Regions from separate parts of the Sus scrofa genome. Here regions 1 and 2 are each linked to region 3. A link is a contact called in public promoter capture Hi-C data. All regions are on one chromosome and are shown on one strand. The core of a region is the stretch at or near the end of the contact, and the rest is flanking DNA. Distances in the headings are between cores, read along the strand shown.

Evidence for each region. Promoter capture Hi-C pulls out the DNA fragments that hold promoters and counts their contacts.
Region 1: a contact with region 3 is called in a promoter capture Hi-C map of fetal skeletal muscle, with 9 times the contacts expected there. The contact joins the promoter of FNBP1L here to the promoter of BCAR3 in region 3. A contact is called at or near these places in 3 of 5 promoter capture datasets (fetal liver, fetal skeletal muscle and liver), 7 of 47 Hi-C or Micro-C datasets (embryonic fibroblasts, fetal heart ventricle, fetal skeletal muscle and 3 more) and 1 of 2 datasets of contacts at active chromatin or transcription factors (skeletal muscle).
Region 2: a promoter capture Hi-C map of fetal liver shows a contact between it and region 3, with 4 times the contacts expected there. The contact joins the enhancer-like site here to the promoter of BCAR3 in region 3. A contact is called at or near these places in 4 of 5 promoter capture datasets (fetal liver, fetal skeletal muscle and liver), 7 of 47 Hi-C or Micro-C datasets (embryonic fibroblasts, fetal liver, heart right ventricle and 2 more) and 2 of 2 datasets of contacts at active chromatin or transcription factors (alveolar macrophages and skeletal muscle).

What each region holds. Positions count from the first base shown.
Region 1 is chr4:123,778,053-123,781,195 of Sscrofa11.1, reverse strand. It overlaps FNBP1L (formin-binding protein 1-like), which reads left to right and starts at 1,556. Exons shown (of 16, transcript XM_005663661.3): 1 at 1,556-1,801. The coding sequence starts at 1,778.
Region 2 is chr4:123,798,688-123,801,602 of Sscrofa11.1, reverse strand. No RefSeq gene overlaps it. Among named protein-coding and RNA genes, the nearest start is that of FNBP1L, 21 kb to the right of the region's middle. Within about 2 kb of position 1,547, at least 9 of the 83 cell types and tissues checked have an H3K27ac peak or open chromatin away from gene starts, as enhancers often do. A contact at or near this core is called in fetal liver, where this site is marked.
Region 3 is chr4:123,439,014-123,442,324 of Sscrofa11.1, reverse strand. It overlaps BCAR3 (breast cancer anti-estrogen resistance protein 3), which reads right to left and starts at 1,754. Exons shown (of 13, transcript XM_003125890.6): 1 at 1,597-1,754.

The DNA of each region.
Region 1 (3,143 bases), core at 307-2,806, 340 kb before region 3:
GAAGAGAAATTAATTGTTCTGAGTGTGGAATTCTGTTCAGAAATTTCAAAAGAAGAAAACCGCTCATCTAAGAGATAAGACTTTATGTTCTGTTGGGGAATTGTGTATAGCATGGTTGAGGAGAGGGTAATCTTTATGGTGAATGGTAGCTTACTTTTCAAGGGAAAGCATGTAATTTTTTTTTTTTAAAGGAAGAGGCGATGTGGATCGCAGGGTTAGGTGATATAAATACCCTCGAAGGAAACAGGAAAATGCTGGAAAGAGAAAGTGTTCAGTCCATGCTTAACAGCCTTATCACTGCATGGCACACTTAAGCATTTAACTATGGGCCACAACCCTCTTGGAGGAGGGTAATTGTTATGCTGGAGCTGGAGTCACAGAAGGGCAGCAAACAATTTAGCAAGAGTTTTGTCTGGACGGTCAGGAAGGATGAGGATATTTGGCCAACGCCAAGAGGGAGCACAGCCAGGCAGGGACAAGGATATAGGTGGGAGAGACTGGGGCATCTGAGCAGGCCCTATAGGGAGGTGTTTCAAAGGCTGACTAGCCCTGGGAGAACTTAAGACCCTCAGCTGTCAAAACACACCGAGGAGCACTCTACTAGTGATTGCTTGGACTGTGTGGGCGCGTGTGCGTGTGTGTTTTTAGGAGACAAGCAATTAATGCTAAAGCGTATGTTAGGGAGTTGCTAAGCATACTTGATACCTAAAACCAACCAGTCAAACTTGCTGACCGCAGTTAATGATTACTCAGAAAGGCCGGGAAGTAACTCCACGGAGAAAAAAGGAAATGGCTCCGATATTCTAAATGAGAAATATCTGAGGTCCGAATAGGCTCTTTGCTCTGCCGACTAGGAATCTGCCTTCCATGCAATTCCGCAGGCGCGAGGTCACCATTCCAGACAAGGGGCAAGCTCAGTTCTCCTTTCCTGCAGGTGACAGCCTGGCTCCCCTTTGTCCATGTGTTCCATCTCCTCTCATGGCAGCATCCCCAAGTGAAAGCTGAAAGATCTACCTTCTTTAATGAGTTCCCGACAGGACTCAAACAATTAAAATGTTCTATTAAAAAAAATCAGGGGCACGCTGCATTCACATTGGATGCTCTACACATTCAAGGGATTCCCGAGCTCACCCTTTCCATTAAGATTTTTTCTTATAAATAAAACATCTCTCTCCACAATCTAAACCCAAGGATTTGGATGAGTTTTCCTTGTCTGGGTTTCTCCCAAGTGGAGGCGGCAAGAGGCAGGAAGGAGCCGCCTCATTTAAGGGGGCTCAGGGCAGAGAAGGGCGGTGGGCGTCTTTTCCGTCTCTCCCTTTCCTTCTAGGTGACCGCGATTCAAGTGGCCGCGGCGGTGGGACAGTCCCAGCCCAGAGAGACGAAAAGCGAGAGCCTGGGCGGGATGAGAAAGCGCGGCGGCCCGGGGACCCGGGGCGAGGAGACCCTGCCGGGCTCGGCCGGGCGCGCGCGGTCCGCCCCGATCCCAGGGTGCATCGCGCCCCGCCCCCTCCCCTCTCCGCGTCCCGCCTCCCCCCAGCCCAGGCCCCCTCCCGCCCGGCTCCGGGAGGCGGGGACGCGGCGGCGGCGGCGGCGGCGCGGCGGCTTCTCCAGTCGCGTCTTTCTCACTCACTGGGGAACTCGGCGGTGGCGGCACCTTCCGAGGCTGAGCAGCCGAGCCGCGAGCCCGCCAGTGGGAGGCCGGACAGCCTGACGGCAGAGCCGACGGACATTCGGACAGCAGGGCGGCCAGACGGCTCGAGGGGCCTCGAGTTCCGCCATGAGCTGGGGCACGGAGCTGTGGGTGAGTCGAGGAGAGGGGCGCCCCGCGCGCACCCGGGCCCGGAGGGGCTGCGGCTGGGCAGACGCCCGGACCGTCGGGGGCCCGAGCGCGTCGGGCCGTCGCCGCCCCTGGCGCGGGCGGAGAGGCGGGTGGTCCCGCTCGCCTTTGTGTGCAGACCCCTGCCCGCTCGGCCGGGCGTGAGAGGCTGCTGGCCCGCGCTCCCGCCCCGCCGCCGCGGTGCGGCTGAGGGCAGCGGCTTGGACGGCTGGGGAGCGGCCCCGGGCTGCCGCGTCCGCCGCCATCCTCTCCCGGCCCCTCTCCCTCCTCCGCCTTCACTTTCCGGACGCCTGGCTCCGGGCCGGGCCGCGCTTCCCAGCCTTTGTATCTCCCCTCCCCGGGGCGGGGGAGGGGGCCCATTGTCCCGAAGGGGCGCTGTTCGCGGGCGGGGAGGGGGCTCGCCGCGGCCCCGGGTCCGGCCAGGGTCCCCGGGCGAGGGCGGCGCCGGGCTGGGGCGGCGCGGGGACCCGCGAGGCACCGCCCGCCGCCCTCGCCCCAGGTAGGGGGAGCCGGGCGGCTTTGTTCGGAGCCCGGCCTCCGGCCAGCCAGGCCCAGCCCACACGCCCATTTCCCTCTTCTGGTGTCCGTGCTCCGACCACGGTGGCTTCGGGGACTCCGGGCTGGGCCACCTCTGGCTGCCGCCCAGGGCCGGGGGCTTGGCTTTGGGGACCTGAATTAAATGGAGAGATCGATGGGGAAGCCGATGGTGCCGAAGGAGCGTACGGCTTCCCAGTTGCTCTTCTTGCCCTTCCGTCGTTCTTTCTCCTCTTTCTCCCGCTTTTCTCGCCCATGCCTCCTTGTCTTTCATGGGCGCTGAAGGCTGCAGACAATGCCGGTGTCTGGCCAGGTGCGGCGGGGACTGGAACAGGTCGGAGAACCCGCTCGCTCGCCGCCGCGGAAGGGTGGCGGTGTGGAGGGCAGTGATTTCTCAGGTGCTGCCGGGGGACGGGAGCGTGGGGGCGCTGTCCCGGGAGCCGCCGGCCTTCAGCCACTCCCCGCTCCATCCCACCTGTGCCTGTTTTCCTGCCTTTTGTTACCTGGGCTCTCGTGAAATCGCTGCCGAGAAAGAGCAGAAAGAACTTTTTTTGTCTCCAGACGTACAGTTAGGAGGGGAATGAAGGCAGATCGGTTCATGGAAGGGTACAGTGTTTTCTGTTATTTTTCACATTTTACTCCCAGACGGGGAATTTTAGAATTGAAAGAGACTCTAGAGCTCATCGAGTCGAACACCTGCTTAGCCAGCCCAGGAATCTGCAACATTCTGGGCAAGTGTTTGCCCAGGGTGTAAACACACCACCCAAGAGAA
Region 2 (2,915 bases), core at 298-2,797, 360 kb before region 3:
CATTATACTAAGTGAAATAAACCAATCACAAAAAGACAAGTATAATTCCACCTATATAAAGTACTTGGAGTTGTCAAAGTTGTAGAGACAGCAGAATGGAATGGGAGTTGTTTAATGGGTGTAGAATTTCTGTTTTTCAGGGTGAAAAGAGTTATAGAAATGAATTGTAATAATGTTTTCACGTTGTCAATGTATTTAATATCACTTATCTGTACACTTAAATGGTGAAGATGGTAAATGTATGTTATGTTTATTTTACCATGTTAGAAAAGATTGTGGCACAGTGGGTTAAGGAACTGGCATTGTCACTGCTGTGGCTCTCGTTACTGCTGTGGCCCATGTTCGATCCCTGGTCTGGGAACCTCCGCATGCTGTGAGCACAGCCCCCCCCCCCCCAAAAAAAGGAAAAAAATCTTCCACTGAGGAACTCCAAGCTAAGAGAACATTTTCACATGTTGACTCTGACCTGTACAAAATGAAAGGAGCTGCTGTTTTTCCCCCAGGATGGGTAAAAGATTGGATTGCTAAACGTGTGGGTCCAGGAAGACAAAACCTCAACTCAGGAACTGATATAAATGTTTTAATTATTATTCTTCCTGTTTGTCTTCTTTAAAGTTATATCGTTGATGTAGCAAAAAATGCCTACTTCAAAAGCCTTGGAGATAGGAATGTTTTGACTATGTGTTTGCTTTATGCAATTTTCTCTGTTTTATGTGTCTTTTTAGTTACATAGTAAAGGTGAGTATTCTGATAGTTTCACGGTCAGTTTTCTTTTCTGATTTTATGTGTTTAGCTTCTCTTTGCTCTCTTAGGATTTTTCCTTCTATACAAGTCCCTCAACTATTATTTCAGTTTATCTGACCTTTGAGGAAGTTTTTTACATTTACTAAGTTTCTACCCAACCGGAATTGTGGGTTTGGATTAGAACAAACAAATAAAAAAGATAGAACTGACAGGGACTTCTGCTTCATGCCAGGATGTGGTAAAGAGATTAGAACCACACTGTCACCTTAAACAAATAAAAAACTGGACAAAATATATGAACAAAAAGATGCATCCCCCTTCTATTGGTGCTATAGCAAATTACCACAGATGTAGTAGCTTAAAATAACACATTTATTATTTTGTATTTATGATGGTCAGAGTCTGAAATGGATCTCAGCAGGCTAAAACCAAGGTGTTTGCAGGAGAAATGAGGGGAGAATCTGTGTCCTTGCTTTTTCCAGCTTGAGGCTGCAAAACTGTCTTATGCGTTCCTTGGCTCATGGCTCTCTTCTGTCTGCAGACAGCTCTGCTGCTGTCATCACATTTCCTTCTCGGACTCTTAACTCTCCTAAACCTTATTTGACTTATAAGGACCCCTGTTATGACCTTGTTAGATTAATATGGGCTAATTGGAACACAGGTTGCCCAATGGTGAGCTGCGGTTCAACAAAAGGCTACCAGAGAAGTTGAAAAAGAGTTTCTTCCTCCTAGGTCCTGGAGGAAATACACGGCATGCCTGGAGGGCCCACATGTGGAGGTCAAGGTAGAGTGCAGGCAGAGAGCGCCACCGGGCCTGGGCCGCATGCCTCTGTGTTAAGGTCTGTGGGCGGAAGGCCTTGGGCTTGCAGGAGTGGTCGATTCAAACCAAAAACAATGGGGGTTTTGTAAGTTCCACAGAGGTTTTATCTAAGGAGCACACTAGGAGGAGGCCCCGAGAGGTCGCGAGAGGTCGGGGAAGTCCTGTCAAAAGCCCGCATTTGCCTGTGTCCCTGCGGGCTGTTATCTAGGGCAGGCACTTGCATGAGAGGGGCCAGGGTCAGTTGAAGACCCTACAGCCGCTCAGGCAAACGAGATGATGCCAAGTTATCGATACCGTGGAGTAGTTTAACGAAACTTTTTTTTCCCTCTCCTCTTAACAGTCCCTTTGAATACGTCGGGCTCACTTGGATAACCCAGGGTAATCCTCCCATCTCAAATTCCTTAATTCCATATGCAAAGTCCCTTTTGGCATGTAAAGTAATACAGTCACAGGCTCTGGAATTAGAATATAGACACTTTGGGGGAGACCATTATTCTGCCTCCCACCCGGGGTCTTCAGACCTCAGACAGTACAAGGTATGGAGGGAAACAAATGGGGTAAGACCAGCAACGGCTTTCGTTAGTAACTGGAGAGTGTTTCCAGGCTGCAGCACGAGGAGAGGGAGTTCAAGCAGATCCTGACCGTCTGCCTGAGCAGGGGAAGCTGTTGAGAGAATTCAGGGAGGGCCCCGAGGCAGGGGGCTGGTGAAGCAAGCGCTTCATGGAAAAGAGTGCTGCACAGAGAGACCTGCAGATTCCTTGAGTTCCTCGCGGGTCTTTAGCTGCGTACTGATCAACACGTGTGCGAAGAAAGTCCTGAAGGCAAAAGAATCCACAGAATGGAGCTGATAGAAAATCCCTGGAGTTCACACAGGGTTGGGAAACTTTTTTATTTCTACCAGCCAGATTGAAAAAGTCTCAGAACACATGAGGCATGAAGTAGGATACATAGAAGGATGTTGACGCAGTAGTGGTGCAAAATTAGCTCTAACCTAAAGGCTGTTCTTATCCTCAAAAAAAAATAAAATAAATAAAAAAAAACAACCTCAAAAGCAACAAACTATTTCCAAGTTACTTAACTGAACTCAAGAATATAAAAAGGAATACAAAACTATCCAGCACCAAAGCATAAACTCACAATGTTTAGAATCCAATGAAAAATTAGCAGGCATACAAAGAAGCCAAAGAACTATGTAAGAAGCAGAAAGATTGATCAATAGAAGTGGAAGCTGGATTGGCATAGATCATCATTTGTTATCAATCCTATCGATTATCAGTCTGTTATTGGTCCTCATCTGTAGCGTCATCTGAGCAGACAGCCTAAAAGTTATCATAACTATGTATATTCAAGA
Region 3 (3,311 bases), core at 505-3,004:
TCTGTGCTGCACAGGCCCGGCGTGCCCCCCACCCCACCCCCGGGGGCCCGCAGCTTCATTTGGCGCTCAGCTGGGTCCACTGCGCTTCTCTCTATAGATGCCAATTACCATCACTCTTCTCAAAACATCGACTGCAAAGGCTAGTTTGAGCCATCGACGGTTGGCAGTTCTGTTAGCAAGGAAGCTTTGTACAGGGCCACTCTGGCCAGCCCAGGGCAAAGGTCAGGGCTTCACAGTGACCGAAGCCACTATCACTGAGAAAAGGCCTCCCCCAGTGAGGGAGGGCTCTGCCAGGAATCAGATGTGGCTACCCCAAGGCCCAACTGCTGGAGAGCTAGGACCGCCTCTTGTTGTTGTTAACTTTTAATTTAGATATAATTTCAAAGTTACAGAAAAATTGCAAGTATAGCATAAGAGGTTCCATATATCTTTTACCCAGATTCCCCCATCACTTATACTTTGCTCCATTTCTTTTATTGTAATATTCTATTGGTGTGTTTTTTTCTTAACTTTTTTTTTTCCTGCTTTTTAGGGTGGCACCTGCAGCATATGGAGGTTTCCAGGCTAGGAGTTGAATTGGAGCTGTAGCCACCGGCCCACACCACAGCAACACAGGATCCAAGCAGCGTCTGCAACCTACACCACAGCTCACGGCAACGCCAGATCCTTAACCCGCTGAGCGGAGCCAGGGATCGAACCCGAAAACTCGTGATTACTAGCAAACTTATGGTTAGTAGTCGGGTTTGTTAAACACTGAGCCACGACGGGAACTCCATGCCTCTAAATATTTCTATGAACAAGGAGATTCTCTTACATAAAAAGAGCACAATGACCAACTTTAGGAAACTCAACATCGACAGAATACTATCATCTAAACCCATCAAAGGTCAGTCACGTGTTCATTTAGCTGTCATGTCTATTTAGGCTCCTTTAATTTGGAACAGGTCTTCAGCCAGCCTTTCTTGACCTTGACATTTTTGAAGGGCACTAGCCAGCTTTTTGGTAGTCCGTTCCTGGAATTTATGTGTATCTGGTGTTTCAGGTTTAGATTTAGGGAAGCTTTCGTGGGGCAGGAAAATCACAGGAGAGGAGGTTGTATCCTTCTCAGCCTGAGGGGATCCACGATGCGGGTCTGTCCCAAGAGCCGGGACCCTTTGATGGCTCTCGGGATAGGGCCACAGCCTTTGTGAAGACCGCCCTCTGCTGGTCATTTTCAACATTGCCGCTGCCGTGCCTCCGCTGCTATGATTGACAAAGGGCCAGAGGCCCTGAAGTCTAAACCCTGAGCATTTATTGTGAGACCTTGGAAGTTTTTCAGCCTTACTGAATCCCGACTGCCTCTTCTATAAAAAAAAAAAAAAAAGATGACAGTCCCTGCCCTGCTTCCCTTATAGATGGTTTCGTGTGAAACGGTCCTACAAAGGCAGTCAGGCGGTGTTTTAAGCTAATGCCTAAACGTGCTTCTAGGACCCCTCTGCGGGCCCAGCCCCCAGGTCCCTGAGTGCCAAAACTGCCCTTCGGGACTCGCGGCCACACCCTGCCAAGCCTCGCGTGGGTACCCCCTGTGTGCCTGCCGTGGCAGAGCTGCCTCCTTACCTGAGGTTTCCAAGAGCAGCAGGTTCCCATGAGCCACGCCGTGAAGGCACACGGGGAGGTCTGGCCTTCAGTGTTCCTGCCCTGGGGGTCCAGATGCTGGGGGGGCGGGAATCTCCGCTGCTCTGGGCACCGATGGTTACGCAGCACCAACTGGGGTTGCCTGCGCTCCACTGCTCAGCCGGCTGGCGGATGGTGGTAAAATTGACCTCTGCCCTTCCGCCCACGTCTCCCATCTCCCGAAACCCAGGGACACGTGTGTTTTCAGCAACTTAGGCATAGGGTTTTCACCTGCGCCAACCCCGGGACTTGTGCAAACCCTGCTCTTACCCAGACCTTAGCTCTCTTGCCACATTTTCTTTGCGTCCTTCTCAGAAGCTTAGGTGCGCCCCCCCCCCCCACTTCTTTCCATCTACCTGCCTTCTTTCCTACTTTCAATAAACATTTATTGAGCACCATCTATACGCCAGGCTCCTCACTGGAGCTCCATGGAGAGCAGAATGCCCAGTTGCCCCGCAGGGCTTATCTTTCATTGAGTGATAAGCAGAGCAGCGATTACATCAGAAACGAGATCCCCGTGCCTTCCCAGGCAGGCTTTTCTTGTTCCATGTGACTCGACCCCACTCTGCCTCCCACGTGGCCCGGAGCGTCCTCTTTATAGCTTTATGGTTACTGAGTGCTCTCCCAGGACCAGGGAGCTTCGTTGTGCAGGCCCAAAGGAGAAGCTCAGAGAATTACGAGAACGAAGTGGCTCAAGCAGAGAACTATTTGTCAGCATGAAATAGTTGTTTCTTTTCTTACTGGAATTTACTCTTGAGCAGAGGCATCTGTAGTATATTCAGCTGGAGCCATTCCCGGAAGCATCTGTGGGGTTTTCTTACTTGGGGGCATCTCGGGGTTCTTGAGAAGCCAGTGGTGGGGTTCTGCACCTGCTCAGAGGAAGAAGCGTCAGTCACACCGACGCGGGCTCCGTGCGGGCTGAGGTCCAAGGGCACAGACTCTGTAAAGCTAGTGCCGGGGTTAGTGTGGGACTCAGGCCAGAAGGCACTGGCGGGGGTGGGGCTGGGGGCGGGGCGGGGGCAGGCCTGGGCCGGAGTGAAGGACCAGCCTGCCAGCTTCCCCTCATCCGCAGGACTGGAGGAGCCCACTTCTCACCCGTGTAGAGACACCACTGCTGGACTCATCTGCTTCACGGTGCTTTGGAGCGGAAAAGGGCATAAAAGCATATGCACCGTTTGTGCAGTGATGTACCAGCAGATGTATAGGAAACATGTTTGGATCAGAAACATGAATAAGGAGGCACTTGATTTGGGGGGGGGGTGGCGTGCCTGCAGTGTGTGGAAGCTCCCAGGCTAAGGGTCAAATGGGAGCTACAGCTGCCGACCTGCGCCACAGTCACACCAGATCCCAGCCTCGTCTGCAACCTGCAGCACCCCCTCACGGCCACCCTGGACCCTTGACCCACTGAGAGAGGCCAGGGATTGAACCCGCATCCTCATGGATACTAGTTGAGTTTGCTACTGCTGCGCCACGAAGGGAACTCCTAAGGAGGCACTCTAGAATGCAATTTGACAGGGTTCGGTTAGGGAGCTTGTCTCCGGCTGGTTAGGCGTGGGTAAGAACAGAACCGATTAAGGAGCCGTGGTCGGGACCCGTGTTGGGTTTACACTGGTCTGATTCACACCTGCTCCTCTTCCTCATTCTTGTGGACATTCCAC